2 separate regions of the Gossypium hirsutum genome follow, and region 1 is linked to region 2. A link is a contact called in public Hi-C data. All regions are on one chromosome and are shown on one strand. The core of a region is the stretch at or near the end of the contact, and the rest is flanking DNA. Distances in the headings are between cores, read along the strand shown.

Evidence for each region. Hi-C and Micro-C count contacts between places; a contact is called where the count stands out from the background.
Region 1: a Hi-C map of leaf shows a contact between it and region 2, with 6 times the contacts expected there. The contact joins the promoter of LOC107948478 here to the promoter of LOC107948139 in region 2. A contact is called at or near these places in 11 of 34 Hi-C or Micro-C datasets (callus, hypocotyl, leaf and 1 more).

What each region holds. Positions count from the first base shown.
Region 1 is chrA04:31,427,742-31,432,902 of Gossypium_hirsutum_v2.1, reverse strand. It overlaps LOC107948478 (thioredoxin-like 3-1, chloroplastic), which reads right to left and starts at 2,259. Exons shown (of 5, transcript XM_016883037.2): 1 at 1,683-2,259; 2 at 1,509-1,583; 3 at 1,229-1,295; 4 at 1,107-1,124; 5 at 720-1,009. The coding sequence starts at 1,990. The coding sequence ends at 911.
Region 2 is chrA04:30,895,156-30,900,750 of Gossypium_hirsutum_v2.1, reverse strand. It overlaps LOC107948139 (protein trichome birefringence), which reads left to right and starts at 3,582. Exons shown (of 5, transcript XM_016882605.2): 1 at 3,582-4,826; 2 at 5,115-5,307; 3 at 5,414-5,595. The coding sequence starts at 3,775.

The DNA of each region.
Region 1 (5,161 bases), core at 1,010-3,509, 530 kb before region 2:
TTCAGCTTCCCTTTCTAAACCGAATCAAACCAACCCTTCTTTTCTTTATAAGTCTTCACTTCTTCAACAACACCACCAAAAGTAGTTACACAGTTCGATATTTTCCTTTTTTCTCTTGGTCTTTCACTATTTATCGAACACATACATTTTTTTGGAAAACAAAAGAGATTCGATTTAGATACTACTAGATCTAGTAGGAAAAAAGAGAAGAAAAAAGGAATTAGAAATTAGAAATCTATGGCTCTGCCTCTCAAATACCATAATAAATAAGTCAATTTGAAAATCTGACCCGATGGTTAGACATAACAGCGACATTAGTAAGAGAAGAAAGAGGACAAGAATAAAGATGAAAATAAATTTTAAAAAAGAAATTGTTAACTAATTTTGCTTTTATAGGGGTTATCTATGACTTCGTGCTTACGTGACACGCCATGTAGACTATTTCATTGATTGACATACAGTTTGATTGACGATCAACTCACGTTTCTTGTTAAAATTTGTTTGATTTCTAAAAGAAATTAAATGTTAGAAGATATTTTTGATAATTATGCCATTATGTTTGGATTTTGGAATGATGTTTATGTTCTGTTTTCACTCAGCAGGCCTCTTTAGGAATGCACTTCACTACATGGGTATATTGAGAAGAATAATTGTGCTCAGAAGATAAAAGAAATGCTGAACCATACATTCGTTCTTGCACAACGACACCGTGTAATTGCCAATATAATTTTCATCAAATCAAATTACAACATTACCTCAATGTATCAATACTGTTTAATTTGTGGAATTAACTTTACTGTACAAATAAAAAGTTCCAAGTATGGTTGGTCGTCAGAATACCATCATCAGTTTCTCATGATCATCTTACAATTTTACATCAAAAAAAAGTGAAAATAACCCCCAGTATTATTCAGACAAATTTTTTGATCATTTGTCTCACTTCTTCAGTAACAAGCCATGCTTTGTGCCCTCCAATTACTTCTTCTTTCATCTCTCCATCCTTCCATAACTGCAATTATTTTCCCTTTTTTAGATCCTTCCTTTGAAATCTCATTAATCATTATTAATATCAAAGAACTCAGATTTTTGTTTTGCGGTGAACATACCTGAATTGTAGGCATTTTCTACATACAAAAACACGAACAATTAAAAAAGAAGTGAAATAATTTTGTTATAATTGAATTAGAAAAAAGAAAAAAATAGAACACAAAGCAAAACATTTACATACAGAGATATTTCCCCGCTTCACTAAAGCTTGAGGTACTTTGTTGACATCCACGTAATAGAATTTGATTCTAACATATATTCCATAAGACGTTAAATCTTTAAAGGTGTACAGATATAATCCCATCTCCAAAAGTAATCAGTTAAATTATACAATACCAATAAGAATTTATTTTTAAAAATTTTAGATGGTGTGGAACCATTTTGCTTTTGTAGTAAATGTGTAAAATTCAGCAAAGTGAGTGTATTAAATATCAACACTTTTTGAGTAAAGATAACTTTACTTGGTATCGAACTCAGCTGCCAATTTCTCCAACTTTGGCTTCAAATAGATGCATTTCCGGCACCAAGCAGCCATCCTACCAGCAATCACAATTCCAAAAAAAACATTAAAATGGAGAAAGGCAAGGCTTTACTCTGTTCAACAAGGAAAGAGTTACAGAGAAGATGAAACGAACCAATCAATGATAATAGGCTGAGAGAGCTGTCGAGCACGAGCCAGAATCTGATCAAGGTGATCAGAGTCGTTGATGGGTTCCATCTCAATCGCACTGGGTCTTGACAAATCAGGCAAAAGAGCTTGTACTCTCCACTCTCTGCTCCTCACGATTTTATTCTTCCATTTTCTATCCTTCCAATCAGACCCAAAATACCTAGAATTCTTTGGTGAAAACAAACAGCTTCCATTGTTCCAAAGCTGTTGTTGTTGGTATCTTTGATAGATTTCTCGGGACAGAATTTGAGAATTCGCTGCCAAAATTGACATCTTTTCCTTTTATTTTTCAAGATATTTAATTTTATTTCCCAAGACATTTAGACAAAAGGGTATGTGGGAAAGTTGAAGAAAAGCATAATTGGATTGGGTTTGAAAGGGTTTTTTCTTCTCTCTTTATGTACAGTAGGTTTTAGTGAGAGATGGAAGTTGCGTTTTAGATAATGATATTTTGCGTTTCGGCGTTGGATTTGATTTGGAGGATGAGGAGAAGAAAATTACACAAAAATGAAAAAACTTATCCGAAAGGTGAGGGAACAGAGGGATGGAGAATGGGATGTGTGGGCCCACAAGTTTCTTTACTTTATGGTGTTTTCGTTGTAATTGTTGAATTTACTTCCTAATTCAAAAAACATTAATTTTAAAATTAAAACACATACAAGAAAACATAGAAATAAGCTTTACATATGGTATTTTTGAAATTTAATTTTTTTAATTTTTATTTTTAGGTTAATTTCAAAATTACATATGAATTTGAGTTTAATAGTAATATACATTAACTTTAAATTTATATAATTATATATATAATTTTAATTTGATTCAATTTTAAAAAATTGTTAATACAATTATTGATATGACATCATTTTACATTTATATAGTGCGTACAGAAATAGTTTTATTTATCTAATATAAAAATAAATTATGTACTTATTTATTAAATATATACAACTAGACTAAAATAAAAGTTCATGTATACATTTGAATCACAATCAAAGTTTTATGTGTATAATTAAAATTTATGCATCAAATTACACATTGGATAAAAGTTCACGTAAAATATTGAAATTATCCCTTTTATTTTTAGAACTTTAGTTTCTTTACTTTTCAAAATTTAAAACTTAGATCGACTTGTTAATATCGCAAAAATTCTTTTGCTAAATTCACTATCGTGACATTTTGGATAAAAAAATTCACTTAGTAGCTATATAACAAAAAATGATATTTTAATGGACTTATATTTAAAAGTTTATTTTTAACGATGTTAACAATTGGATTTACATTTTTAAATCTGAATGGTAGAGAGACCAAATTCTTTGAATTAAAATCAACATAACTAAATTTCAAATGTACAAAGAGTACAAGGACTTGGTTAACACCCTTAACCAAATTGTCGATAGTCCATGGTAAGGCGGTGTTACATTCAATGACTGAATGTATCGCTAATAAGGAGTATTTTTTTTACATTATTTCTATTTGCTAGTCCACTTAAGGGAGGAGAAGTTTCTCCACGTTTCTTCATTGCTCCACCATTTTTACTCATTTTTCTCCCTATCTTTCACCATTTTTCGTCATTTCTTTATAAAATCTTCATCTTAAAACCTTGATTGAGCCATTTCCCTTAGCATCTTTATCACCCAATAAGTTAAGGTTTGAATCTTAAAGAGAGAGCTTAATAGGAGTTATAAATTGGTTATTCAAGGTATGGGTTTTGAAGCTCTCATCTCATTTTCGCATAATTCATATTTATTTCAAGATGCCGTTGTTGTTGCGCCATATTAATGACTATTTAATTACTATGGAATTTATGATTCTTTTTGTTATTTTTGTAAGAAATTGAAGAGGAAGAAAGGGAAACTAGCACAGGGAAAGAAATGTCAGTGGATTGAGGTGAAAGAGAGTTCTCCTTATTTTTGAGAGTTTTTGTGTTGTTGGTAAGATTTATGGAAATCTCTTGAAAATAATTATCTCATGTTTAAATTGATTTTGTTAAAATTATTGAGTATAATATCGTATTTTAATATTTGTATGTTTGTAAAAATATGGTTTCAAATAAGTAAGTGAAGTTCAAAAATGTTGAATGATGTTAAAATTCAGATTATTGGCATGAAAATAACTTTATGAATGGACTTTGGAAAATGTCACCTTATGGAGATGAAAATGAAAGGTTTGAAATTGTCTGTAGTGACATAATTCCATGATTCAAATTACCGATTTATATTATAGTGTTTTACACCAAAAATATTGATATTGAACTGTAATTTCATTTGATACTTGAGTTATTGAAATTATGAAAACATTGAAACAAGACCTTGGTAGCTTAGATAAATAACTAGGATACGATTGGCATGCCAATAGGGGACTTTTGTTACTTTTTTAGGAGATGCGGATTTGACCATGTTTAGCCTTCGAGCACATTACTTCGGTACTCCTATTACTAACACTTCGGTGTGATACTACTCTAGTCTTCGGACACTAGCGCTATGATGTGTTATTATTTCTGTGGTGTGTTGGATGACTAGTCCTTAGTATCCGCTCTCTATTTTTCTAGTCATATAAGGGTTGAACTGTAACATCCCAAAATAGGGCCTAGTCAGAATAGTGGTTTCGGGACCACAAATCTGACATAAAAATATTTATTTTATGGTTACTATGAGGCCTAGAATATGAGTATATGCATGTGTTAAAGTTTCATGAATAAATTCTTTGAGTAAGGTGTTCAATTGGAAATTAGGGATTAAATTGAATAAATTGCAAAACTTGAATTCTAGAAGCAATTTGTATGAAATTGCTTTGGGTTATGAAGTAGAAGGTCTTGGAGAGTAATTTTCCCAATTTCTAAATTTTTGGACAAAAATGAGCTTGCATGGATGAAATTTTAAAGAAAGGGCATGAGGGCATTTTGGTCATTTAGATTTTTAATGAAATAAAATAGGAAAAATCAAGCCAAAATCAGCCATTCTTCTTCTCCATGCTGCCGAAATTCTCTTTTCACCATATCTAGGGTATTCAAGCTTTCCAAGCTCAATAGTAAGTGCTCCCAAGCCCCGTTTTTAATGTTCTTTGTATTTTTGAAATCCCGATAGCTTGCTCTCTCCATTTCTACCCATATTTCATGCTAGGGTTTATGTTTAAAAATTTACCCATGCATGAGTTATTTTTATTTTGACAGATTATGGAGGAATATGAAAGATGAATACGTGCTAAACATCTTTTCCTAGGTGATTTTCATGAAAGACCCTTGTAGGGACCATTTGGCAAAAGCTATAAATTGTGTCGTAGAAATGAGAAAATAATGGGAAATGTGGGTTTCCATAAGAGAGAAAAGTGTTCGGCTAGGCTTGGGTAAGATAGAAAGTGCATGTGTTTCATTATACGAGCCTAGGGACTAAATCGTAAAAATGTTAAAGATTAGGGGCAAAACGGTCAGTTGGACTGGGGGTGAGA
Region 2 (5,595 bases), core at 2,333-4,832:
GTACCCAAATTAACTAAAAAAAAAGCCTAAAACTCTATTTACCAATAATCTCTATAAATTTTTAATTTAGCTAGTAATTTATTATATATATTATTTATTAAATAATTATTTAAACTCTACTTGATTAAATATAAATTAGCAATAAATTAACAAAAAATAAATTATATGTAATAAAAAATAAAATAAAGGCCATGAGTGGTCCTTGCATTGTATTAAAAAGCACATTATTTTATAGTCCTGAAAGATGGAAAAGGAAAAATGTGTGGTGAGCATGGTAAAAAGAAAGAAACCTGCACCGGAGACTGAACCCATAAAAAGAATATAAATAGAAATTATAACCGTTTATTCCTTTAGTCAAAAAAAAAAAAAACCGTTGATTCGTGTTTTCTCTTTTTCTTTTTCAAGAGTACAATATAACGAAATTAAATAAATCCAAGTTTAATGTAGGCTTTAGTCCTTGAAGTAACTTTTTTTTCACTTCGGTCCTTAAAAGTTTTTTTACTCATTTCAGTCCCTGATATTATTAGACTGTTTTTAATTCAATCATTTAAATGTTACAAAAACAATTAGGATATCCAATCGATTATAAATTGCCACGAGGTATATGATAATATCACAATAAAATTATCATTTGGAAAAAAAACTAAACAATATTTTTAAATAATTATAAATATATATAATTGTTTGAAAATTTAAAAAATATGTTAGAATTTTTAAAAATTGTAAAAAATAATAAAAAACTATCAAAAAATTATAAAAAACTAGAAATTGTAAAATATTGTAAAAATTATAAAAATTATCAAAAAAATTGTAAAAAAATAATTAAAAAACTAAAAAATAAACTAAAAAAAATTGATGTATCTTAAAATTAAGTACACCTTCGGTAATCAATTTAAAATATTAAAAATTTGATAGAAAATTGTATATCTTAATACAATCAATTTTTATAAAAGTTGAATACATTTTTACATTAAATTTTAATATTTTAAAATACATAAAATTTTAATACTTTACTAGTGTTACCCGCATCATGTTTATTTGATTCGATTTGAGATTAAGCTTTCTTCATCCATCATCATGCTCATGCTCTTTTTATTTTGTATCAAAGCTCTTTAGAATGGTCAAACATTCACCAATAATTCTTAAGATATTAGTCTAAAGATAAATAATTTGTCTTGAGATAGTAAAAAATATTTGGAATAAATAAAAATATTATTTAAATTATTATTTATTTGCAATAACATTATTTTTTATTATTTGAATAATTTGAAAAAAAACTTATCAAATTTATCACTTAAAAATATATACTAATTTTAAAATTTGATTAATTGAATTATAAAATAATTATTATCACGGTATCCTTTCAAGAGATAATGATCTCGTTCAAGCTCTAGAAAATGTGACCTTTAAGTTTTTTTTTGTAAGTTTTTATATTTTTATATTGATAGTGTAATTTTATAATCTTTCTATTTTTTAAATAATTTTGTAATTTTTTTTTATAAAATTTTCATACTTTATATATTTTTCAAAGTTTTTCTAATGTTATGATGTCATCGTATGGCACATGATAACATATGATTAATTAGATATCCTAGCATATAGTTTTTAACATCTAAAAAACTAAATTGATCGGGAATGTCTAAAAACGATCAAGACTAAAGTGAATAAAAAAACTTTAAAAACTAAAGTGAGAAAAGTTATACATTTTAAGGTCTAAAGTGTGCACTAAGCCATAAATCTATAAGAGAATCCAGACATTATATATGTGCATGAAAAGATCCATTAGTTTGAATTTTGATATCTATATTTATACATATGTAATTTGTTTGACCAAGTTGATCACTTCAATTTCTTTTTTAATAAAGGATTGAAGGAATTAATATAATGACATTTTCTATCTTATTATTTTTATATAAAACGTTTAAATAAAAGAACTAAAAAGACAATAGCTAAATTATTAATTAGTTTTTTTCTATAAATATAAATTCAATATTAAAATTTTCTTTCACCCGTGATAAAATCTCTTGGGGATAATCTTACTCTTAGATTGATCCCTCTTTATCTTCTTGAAGATGAACCTCTGCCATTACTCGACACTGATCTCCTTCGCCATATACTATCAAGAAAAAAAATTAGTGGATTTAGGGTTTAGGTTTTCACATTGAGGTGTAAATTTGATTGGTATTTTGTTTGAAATTCTTTTGGGGTTTATCTGTATCCTTTTATTTTCTCATACGTTCCTTTTTATAGAAATTTGTTAGAGTTTTAGATCATCCATAACTCTTCTTTCTTCCTGTTTAAAATTTGAAAATTGCTCCATCTTTAGGTTTAAAATTTGAAAAGAAATCTCTTTATCATCTATATTAACTTAATTTATTATTTAGATACTTTTTAATATATTTCTGTATATAATTTATTTAATTTATTTTTAATTTTTAAAAAATCATAGTTTACTTATGATAATTTGTTTAAAATTACTTAGATAATTTATTGTTTAGATAATTATTTAGATAAATTTATTAAGAATATATTAATAACTTAGATTATTTAAATCATTTATAGTTTATTTATATATTTTTTAGACAATATATTAAATATGTTAATTTTAAATAAATTATTTATGATTGTACAATAAAATAAAATAAAATAAAAATATTAAAATGTTAGTATATTTTAAATAATTAAAATATCTAATTATTGTTTATAATTAAAATTATTAAAATAATTATTAATTATTCATCAAAATTATTAATATATTATATTTAATGCACGTGTAATATTATAAACAATAATATATTAAAATGTTAATTATATTATGTTTAAACCAAATTATTAATAAACATTAAACATCAATATTATATTATTAATAATTAATAATTTATATTTTTATGATACTAATAAATTATTAATTAAACTCAATCATATTAAATTATTTTATAATTTTTTGTATAAATTTAGATAATTTAGGTTTAATATTAAAATTTTTTAGTAGTTTGATTTAATACCCGTACAATGCATAATTATAAATAATTAAAATACTTTAAATCTAGACATCCAATTTTTATTACTAATCCAAATTTTATTTTAAGTATTGTAATTTGAAAAATAATAAATTTATTAGAAATATATTTTATTTCATATTTATTTGCTTTGTATTAAATATATTTCATTTGTCCAATTTTTATTTATATATTTATCACGTTATTTATAGTACTTTATTTATAGATTTAGCTAAATAAAAATAATATAATTTTATATTAAATTATTTTGGAAGGATAAATTGAGAAGAAATATATAAAATAATTTCTGAAAAAATTTAGTGGATAATGAAAAATTAAAGATTATCTAAAAAAGTATAAAAAAAGGAAAATGCGTCATTTGTCACAAAATCATCTTGTATACCTTATTATATATATATGATTACTTGATTATGGAATTTTTTATTTATTAAAAATAAAAAATTCTACAAAAATAATGGCCGACAAATTAAAAATTTACTCAGAATCGAAAAATGGGTTAATGCTAACCTGCACTAATTTTGTAATTAGATTAATCTAGTATTTCATTTCTGTCACTATTGAACTGAAAAATCAACTTAAAATTTAGTTTCTGTTTGTGTCGAATCGTATTCACATTTAAGGATCGTCCCACTTCTCCACTCTCTCTCCCCAAACACTAATTTTTCTCTTCCACTTTCCCATCTCATCTGTTTTTTCTTCCATACCTGAGTTTTGCGAGATAGAAACTCAAAAGAGATCAAGTTTGGTCTCTTCCATGGCGGATATAGCAAAGTACACGCCTATCAATGGAGGAACTACGACTGCAGTCACGGCAGAGTTTAAGAATCTGTTTTCAATCATCAAAACAAGGAGAACAGTGGCTTTCTTCATGTTTGCCTTCGTCGGTTTTACTGTTTTCTTAGCCTTTAGCCCTTCTTCTAACTCTTCTTCTCCTTGGGTCACCAACATCTTTTCATCAACTTCCTCTCCAGCTACTTCATCTGCTGGTTCTTACAGATCTCAATCATTTTCCCTATTCGATTACTTCTTTCCCAACACCTCTTCTTCACGAACTCTTAACATCATTTCTCCTTCTCCATTTCCATCTCCATCTCCATCTTCTTCTAATAGTAACACCAGATCTAATAACACTGCAACTCAAGTAGCCGACAATCCAAGTGAGGACCTACTTTCTGCCAAAAAAACCAACAAAACCCAATCTTTCAACATAAATAAACAACGCCCCAGCTCCGAAAATACAACTTTTAGGTCTCCCTACAGTGGTTTAAACAACACCAAAAGTTCAGTTTTGCATGCAAATCAGACCACAGTTTCTCCTCCTCCTAACTTGAATCAAAATCCTCCAAGTACAAATAACCAGACTGGAAAGAAAGAGAATTCTGATAAAGCTCAAGTTCTGAAATCTAATCAGACAACAACGGTCACAGAGAAAATCCTGGAGGCAGCTAACCGGAGCACCAATTCTCCAGCTAAATCTGAATCTTCCAACAAGTTAAGTTCTGGGAAGGGAGAGAAAATCGTAGGGCAAAAGGGTGTGGTGTCGAACTACTCAGCTTCCCTAACAAACAAACCAAGCAATGGAAGTGATTCAGGGTTGACAGCTAAACAGGAAATTGATAATTTAATCGACTCTTTGATGAACTGCGATTTATTCGATGGAAAATGGGTGAAGGATGATTCATATCCACTTTATAAACCTGGGTCCTGTTCGTTCATTGATGAGCAGTTTAGTTGCGTTGCCAATGGAAGGCCTGATAGAGATTATCAGAAACTGAAATGGAAGCCTAAAGGCTGCACTTTACCAAGGTATTTGATTCTTTTAATGTTGTTTTTAGTGTCTTATCATCCAAGAAATACTTTTAAGCGTGTTTGATCGGTTTGATATTGAGTTGGTTTTTCTTTAATGGAATTTGGTCATGTTTGATCTTTGAATTAGTCATCTAGGGATTTTATTTGATTCTGTTAGTAATCTAAACTGTTGATTGCATTTTCATTTACAGATTGCAATAAAAACTGTTGAATTTTGTTTTCTTTTATTATTAAAATAAGATTAATTACATGAAACTGATCCTTTCTTTTTTTTTTCCCTTGAAGATTGAATGGTGGTCACATGTTGGAGTTATTGAGGGGTAAGAGGCTTGTTTTTGTCGGGGATTCTTTAAATAGGAATATGTGGGAATCTCTAGTTTGCATTCTGAGAAATGCTGCAAATAACCCCGAAAATGTTTATGAAGCACATGGAAGACATTATTTTCGAGGGGAAGCTTCGTATTCTTTCATATTCAAAGTAGGTTTTTCATTTGCTTATCTTTGGTACATTAGGTAATGTACTTGAAATTTAATGAAACTTATTTGTTTCCCTTTTTGGGGTTGGCTTGGATGATGATGAACAGGATTTTAATTTCACTATAGAGTTCTTCGTATCTCCGTTCTTGGTCCGAGAATGGGAAATGCCAGACAAAACTGGAGCAAAGAAGGAGACATTGCGGCTTGATCTTGTTGGAAAATCATCAGATCAATATAAATCGGCAGATATCCTTATCTTCAATACAGGTCATTGGTGGACTCATGAGAA